Regions from separate parts of the Capra hircus genome. Here region 2 is linked to region 1. The links are chromatin contacts, called in public Hi-C maps. All regions are on one chromosome and are shown on one strand. The core of a region is the stretch at or near the end of the contact, and the rest is flanking DNA. Distances in the headings are between cores, read along the strand shown. Region 1 holds the start of RPS6KB2 (ribosomal protein S6 kinase beta-2). Region 2 holds the start of TMEM134 (transmembrane protein 134).

Evidence for each region. A called contact is a pair of places that touch in the nucleus more often than the background predicts.
Region 2: a Hi-C map of blood shows a contact between it and region 1, with 4 times the contacts expected there. The contact joins the promoter of TMEM134 here to the promoter of RPS6KB2 in region 1. A contact is called at or near these places in 2 of 5 Hi-C or Micro-C datasets (blood and liver).

The regions. Positions count from the first base shown.
Region 1 is chr29:42,765,559-42,768,798 of ARS1.2, forward strand. It overlaps RPS6KB2 (ribosomal protein S6 kinase beta-2), which reads right to left and starts at 1,774. Exons shown (of 15, transcript XM_018042912.1): 1 at 1,592-1,774; 2 at 1,206-1,246; 3 at 982-1,102; 4 at 498-566. The coding sequence starts at 1,669. All of the region lies in intron 3 of MACROD1 (O-acetyl-ADP-ribose deacetylase MACROD1), which reads right to left. The region is part of intron 1 of FLRT1 (leucine-rich repeat transmembrane protein FLRT1); the gene reads left to right. CARNS1 (carnosine synthase 1) reads right to left here. Exons shown (of 9, transcript XM_018042906.1): 9 at 3,171-3,240.
Region 2 is chr29:46,406,106-46,409,345 of ARS1.2, forward strand. It overlaps TMEM134 (transmembrane protein 134), which reads right to left and starts at 1,676. Exons shown (of 7, transcript XM_018043517.1): 1 at 1,424-1,676; 2 at 442-506; 3 at 1-10. The coding sequence starts at 1,597.

The DNA.
Region 1 (3,240 bases), core at 524-3,023:
ATCTCATCCTCTGTCGTCCCCGTCTCCTCCTGCCTTCGATCTTTCCCAGCATCAGGGTCTTTTCCAGTGAGTCAGTTCTTCACAGAAGCAGAACCCATACAGACACGACTTAGCGACTGAACAACATGGTGTTTCTCAACCTCCACTCTCATGATGTTTGGGGCAGACGGTTCTTTGTGGTGGGGGGCTATCTTTGCACTGCAGGATCTTTAGCAGAATCCCTGGCCTCAACCCACTGGGTACCAGTAGCATTCCCCCCTCTCGTCATGACTCAAAAACGTACAGAGACACTGCTGAATGATCCCTGGGAGGCAACAGGGCCCACAGCTGAGAGGTGCAGCAAAACCAGATAATCGAAATTGACGATAAACAAGCAAATGTTCAGGACAGTGACCATCTCCTCTCGCACATTCACTCCTGTCCCCGAGAAGCCCGGCACAGCGCGCTGGCAATGGCAGTCACTCGGTGATGAGCTGTTGGCAAAATGAATGACTCACCTTCCTCAGGACTTTCATGGCATATATTTTGCCCAGATTGCTGCCCTGTACCTTTCGCACCTGGAACACCTGTAGGGCAGGGGAGACAGGATCAACCTCCCTCTCCATACCTATCTTCAAAAAGCTCCACCCTGAAGCTCTGGTACTGGGACCAAGAAGCCTAGGCCTACCCAGGGGTGGGGCAGTAAAGATTTCAAGTCTAATTCTGAGAGGATTTGCTTTTCCTTCCTTCCCTCTGAGTTCAATCAGAGGCTCTGCTGGTTTACAAGTCTAATTTTATTTTATTTTTAAAATTTTTTGGCAGCTCCACAGGTGGGATCTTAGTTCCCCGGCTAGGGATTGAACCTGCACCCCTGTACTGGAAATGCAGGGTCTTAACCCCTGGACCACCAGGGTAGTCCCTACAAGTCTAATTAGTTCTGAAACACTTTGATGCAGCAAAACTTAGGCTATGAGGCCAGTCAGGAAGGAGGAGAGCCAGTACCTTGCCATAGTTCCCCTTGCCCAGCACACGCAGCAGCTCAAAGCAGTGGGGACCGATGCGCTCGGGGCCCGGGTTCACACTGCTCTCAGTCAGCTCCACCTCCTCATAGTGTCCCACAGGCCTGCAGGCACAGGAGGTTAACGGGGGCAATGTGCTCCTGCGCTCCGCAGGTCCCCTTCCCCAGCCCATTCCCTCCTCCCTCCCACAACACGACCCTCACTCACTCCAGGCCAGCCGCCCTCAACTCCGCGAGGGGACACGCGTCCTGCGAGAAACCGAGGGGTAAGAGCCAAGGGAGGTGCCAGGCTCCCTCTCCCCAAAGCTGGACTGCTTAGCCCAGAAGAGAGGGTCAGGAATGGGAGCTGGTAGGCGATGGACCAGGACTGGGGAGGAGAGGAGAGGGCAGGATAGGGAGACGCAGGGGAAGGGCTGGGAGCGTGCAGGATAGATCAGGGTGTGGGGAGGGTCAGATCTTAACAGTGGCTGGGATCTGAGACAAACCAGCGTCTGCGGGACCCGAGTCCTCACTGCTAGGAGGTGCCCGGGCGATCCCACCGCCTGGACGACGAGATCGAGCCGGGATCAAGCGGCGCCCGGGCGGACCACTCACCGCGGGGCTGAGCTCTGGCTCGCCCTCGCCTTCGCTGCCTTCCTCTGTCTCCAGGTCCAGGTCAAACACCGCAGCCATGGCTGCGCCGGCCCAGCGGGCCCACCGGCGAGTATACAGCTGCGCTCTGACTGACAGTCCGGGAGCCCGGGGCCTTACGTCATCACTCCGCGACAGCTTCGCGCACCTATAAGACAAGAGACTGCCCCGCCCTCGAGTCGGCGGCGGGAGTAAGGCATCTCGGGAATGGTAGTTCCAGAGTGCTGAGGTGCCGAATCCAGCCGGACCCAGGCTTCGGCCGGCCGCTCAGTCTTCCCAACACAGCTCCCCGGGGGCGGCACCGGACCAGAGCCTCCTGGAAGGCGACTGTTTTGGTTCTGGGGCGAGTTTGAGCATGGATGGGACATAGTCGGAAGTGCATGCAGGTTTGAACGTAAACACAGTTCCCAGCCCCGTTGGAGCCCTGCGCTGCCGGGTTGTCTGGGTGGCGGCGAGAGGCAGGTACCGTATCTCTGCTCGACGCTGAAAGGGAGCCGGCGGCTGCAGCACGGCTTCCCTAATGTGCCTCTCGGCTGGAAGACTTGAAAGTCAGAGCGTTTACTGCTCCGTGTTCAACTCACTGCTGGGCTTTGTTCCCAGTGAAAGTGTTAGTCGCTCAGTTCTGTCCAGCTCTTTGCAAGCCAACGGGACTGTAGCCCACCAGGGCCCTCTGTGCATGGAAGTCTCCAGGCAAAGATACTGGAGTGGGTTGCCATGCCCTCCTCCAGGGGATCTTCCCGATCCAGGGTTTGAACCCGAGTCTCCCACACTGCAGGCAGATTCTTTACTGTCTGAGCCACAGGTTCCTCCCCAAAAAGGTTCATTTCTTCAAGTCTCATCAACCCACCCATAAATACAGGCTTGGCCTGTGCATCAGGCACAAGAACTTGTATTTGGCAACACTACAATAATGAACATGCCAAACCCGGCCTGTCAGTTTAGATGTGGGCACGGATTCTTGTTGGATGGGGTTTTGGGGGTGGGAATTGGGCCAGACCAGACCTTGGATGATTTCCAACAGTTTGGAAGCTGTCTGGATGTGCATTCCAGTTGGACCGTGGGGGCTAGATATGAACTCAAATGGACAGAATTCAGAGTCTCCAGCCTGGAGGAGGGTTATCTGGTTGGGGTTGGCCCTTGCTGTAATTCCATCTTCAGGAAACCCTCCGGTTTGGGTCCTGGTGTGGGTGCCCTTGGCACGCCCCTTGCCAGTTGTGAACCCAGAGGCCTGACAGTGTAGCAGTTTCTCCTTCCCTGGTGGCTCAGACAGTAAAGAATCTGCCTGCGAAGCAGGAGACCCAGGTTCAATCCTCTGGGTTGGGAAGATCTCCTGGAGAAGGAAATGGCAACCCACTCCAGTAATCTTGCCTGGAGAATTCCATGGACAGAGGGGCCTGGCGGACTACAGAGCGACTAGCACTTTCACTTTTTAGATGCTACAGGTAGCCCTTAACTACCTCTCCTTCCCCCTCCCACATCCCCTGTCTACCTACGCTTGAGAAGTGTTGTCCCAGTGGCAAAAACCTGGCCCAGACTCTGCACATGTCGCTAGTCCATAACCCTTTATTCGGAGAGGGATGCTTGCGGAGCTGTCCAAGCTCCTGTGCTGCACG
Region 2 (3,240 bases), core at 426-2,925, 3.6 Mb after region 1:
GCCAGAATCCCTACAGGACGAGTGGGCCCAGTGAGGGGACAGGGGAGGTGAGGAAAGGGACCCTTTGGGACAGGAATCATGATGACGTTGTGGGGGATAGTGTGGAGACTAGGGCCGGGTGTTCCTCCAGGAGAAGGGACACTGAGAGAGCACCAGGGTGAAGAGGAATTCAAGGGCTGGGGGTTTCTGCAGGACAAGTCACCTGTGAGAAGACAGGGGCAGCCCAGGCCGGGGGTTTCTGCAGGATAAAGAGCCTGGTGAGGTGGGCGGGCAAGGTTGGCACTAGGGTAGGGTGCAGGACAGGGACCCCACGCAGGGGTCTCTTTAGGACAGGACATGAGAGAGCTGAGCGAGGTGAGGTGCACGACTGAGCAGGGCCTGGGGACGGGAGCCAGAAGCATGGGGCTAGGAGTATGGGGTGGGTCCCCACCTGGCCCTGACCTGGTGCTGACTCCCCCATCTGGCTCCGGAGAGGCCTGGGCTCCATCCTCATCGTTCTCCAGATTCTATTCCAGAACACAGGGCTCAGAGGGGTTACTGGGCTCAGGCCCTTCCTCACTCCCCTCTGGTGGAGAGGAAGAAAGGGAGCCCACACAGCTGTTTGCCTGGCTGCTTGACAGCTGCTCCCTCCGCCCTCCCCGCCGAACGGGTTTGGTGATTCACAGAAACTGAAACCCAGGTAGGAGTATGTGCTGGGGGCTTTGGCAGGAGGAGCCAGCAGGGGCCAGGAGATCTCCCAAGCTTTGGGGGTCAGGGTGGAGGTGTCAGGATGGTATTTCGGGGGCCCAGTATGGAGGCCCTGGATTTGGGAGGCCAGGGAAGGGCAGGCCAATCCTTTCTAGGTTTGGGGAACAGGAATCTTGTTCAGGTTCCCAAGACAAGGAGTCTAGAGATGGTGGAGGTCCTCTGGAAAAAGGGGGATTTCCAGTTTAGTGGGAGCCATGGCACAGGCAAGGACTCACTCATCGTGTGAGTCAGGGCCTTCAGCTCTGGAGGAAAGGATGGGGTGGGGACTTCCAGAACAGAACAGGGGGTGCTGGTTCCCGTTGGATTATCTGGCCTGGGGCTCTCGGGGCTGCTTCTGAGTACGGACAAAGTTTGGTTCAAGTACAGAAGAGTTCCCCATCCCTATGGGGTAAGGAGAGGGAGGGTCAGTAGCCAGGATGAATGGGGACTCAAGGTTGGGGTCTCCAGCTGGGGTGGGGCGAGCTCCTAGGTGTGAGCTCTCCAATAGTGGCTGGGGGCTGAAATCAGAGCGGAGAGGGTCTGGGCAGGAATTTGGACCAGCGGCCACCTCCCGGGGGCGGTCTCCCGCTCTGGCCGAGGCCTCTAGGCAGATTCTCGAGTTGGGGTTCTCCGGGGTCCGGCCTGGGGTCCGCCCAGACTCAGGCGAGGGCTGGGTGAGGTGGGCCGGGCGATTCACCTGGTAGCGCAGCCGGGACTGCTTGTCCTCGTCGGCCACCTCGAACCGGGCCCGGCGCTCGAAGTGCAGCGGCCCGAAGCGGGCGACCCCGCTGGGCTCGAGCCCAGGGCCCGCGTCCTCCAGGGACAGCTCGAAGGCATCATCGATGCTGAACTGGGGCCGGGAGGCACTCATGGCCCCGGCCCGCTCAGGCGCGCCGCGCGGTCGCCTTCTGCGCCCGCAGGCCACGCCCCCGCGCGCAGGCCCCGCCCCCGTGCCGTCGTCTAGGTTGCTCGACGGTCCGGGGCCCTGGCCGAGGCCCCGCCCTCACATCACGGCCCCGCCCCCGTCCGCCTTCAGCAGGCCAGAGCTGCCGAGCGCCGAGCAGACCGATGGACTGGGCCCTCGTCCGGAACGAGCTGGGCTCGCCGCGCCGCCTAGCGGCCGCCCCAGACACCACTCTCGGAAGCAATCCCTGGGTGTATACAAGGGTCTTTGGAGGGGCTGCCACGCGCCAGCCTTCCAGGCCTGAGATAGAGCCATCTGCATTCCAGCCCTCTCCTTGAGTGCCGAGGAGGCTCCTGAGGACTGTTTTCCCACCCTTACTCACCACGGTCCTGCTCGGGAGAGGGATTGTCACCACCGTGCGGTTCAGTTCAGTCCAGTCGCTCAGTCGTGTCCGACTCTGTGATCGCATAGACTGCCGCACGCCAGGCCTCCCTGTCCATCACCAACTCCCGGATCTTACTAAAACTCATGTCCATCGTGTCGCTGATGCCATCCAACCATTTCATCCTCTGTCGTCCCCTTCTCCTCCTGCCGTCAATCTCTCCCAGCATCAGGGTCTTTTCAAATGAATCAGTTCTTCGCATCAGGTGGCCAAAGGATTGGAGTTTCAACTTCAGCATCAGTCCTTCCAATGAATATTCAGGGCTGATTTCCTTTAGGATGGACTGGTTGGACCTCCTTGCAGTCCAAGGGACTCTCTCAAGAGTCTTCTCCAGCACCACAGTTCAAAAGCATCAATTCTTCAGCACTCAGCTTGCTTTATAGTCCAACTCTCACATCCATACATGACTACAGGAAAAACCATAGCTTTGACTAGATGGAGTTTTGTCGGCAAAATAATGTCTCTGCTTTTTAATATGCTGTCTAGGTGCCGATGTGGGAAAACAGAGCTTATGTGGCTTGCACTGGCTTCCACGCAGCAGGCAAAGTGGTCTTTTAAAACATATCTGGTCCTTTTCTGTGTTAGTCTTCAATAAAACTTTTTTGTTTTTTAAATATGCTGTCAAGTCACTCCTCTGCATAAAACCATCCCTTGGTTTTCCACTGTGATTAGAATAATACCTGAACTCTTGACTAAAGCCCACACAGAGCTCTGAACGGTTGCTGCCTATCTCTCCCAATCTCATCAAGTCCCCCTCTGCCCCTCTTTCACCTCATTCAGCCACACAGGCCAAGCTCCTTCCACCTCAGGGCCTTTGCACATACTTTTTTCTATGCCAGGAAAGCACTTAACCTTGCTCTTTCACCGGGGTGGGGGTGGGGGGATTTTTTTCATCATGTGTGTCTCTGCTCTAATGTCGCTTCTCAGAGAAGCCGTGGCCAACTATGCAATCTAAAGCCAGTTTCATATCACACAGCATTTACCTGAAATTATGTTGTTTTACACTGTCTTATTCAACACTGTGTCCACTGTGCCCAGAACAGTGTTTGGCACTGAACAGATCCTCAATAAATATTTGTAGACAACATGAACGAGAGCTTCACCCCCAGTTCCCACATGCTTGCGAGTAGTAGGAGTGGGACTCGAATGCAGGCTAGGGGGGCTCATG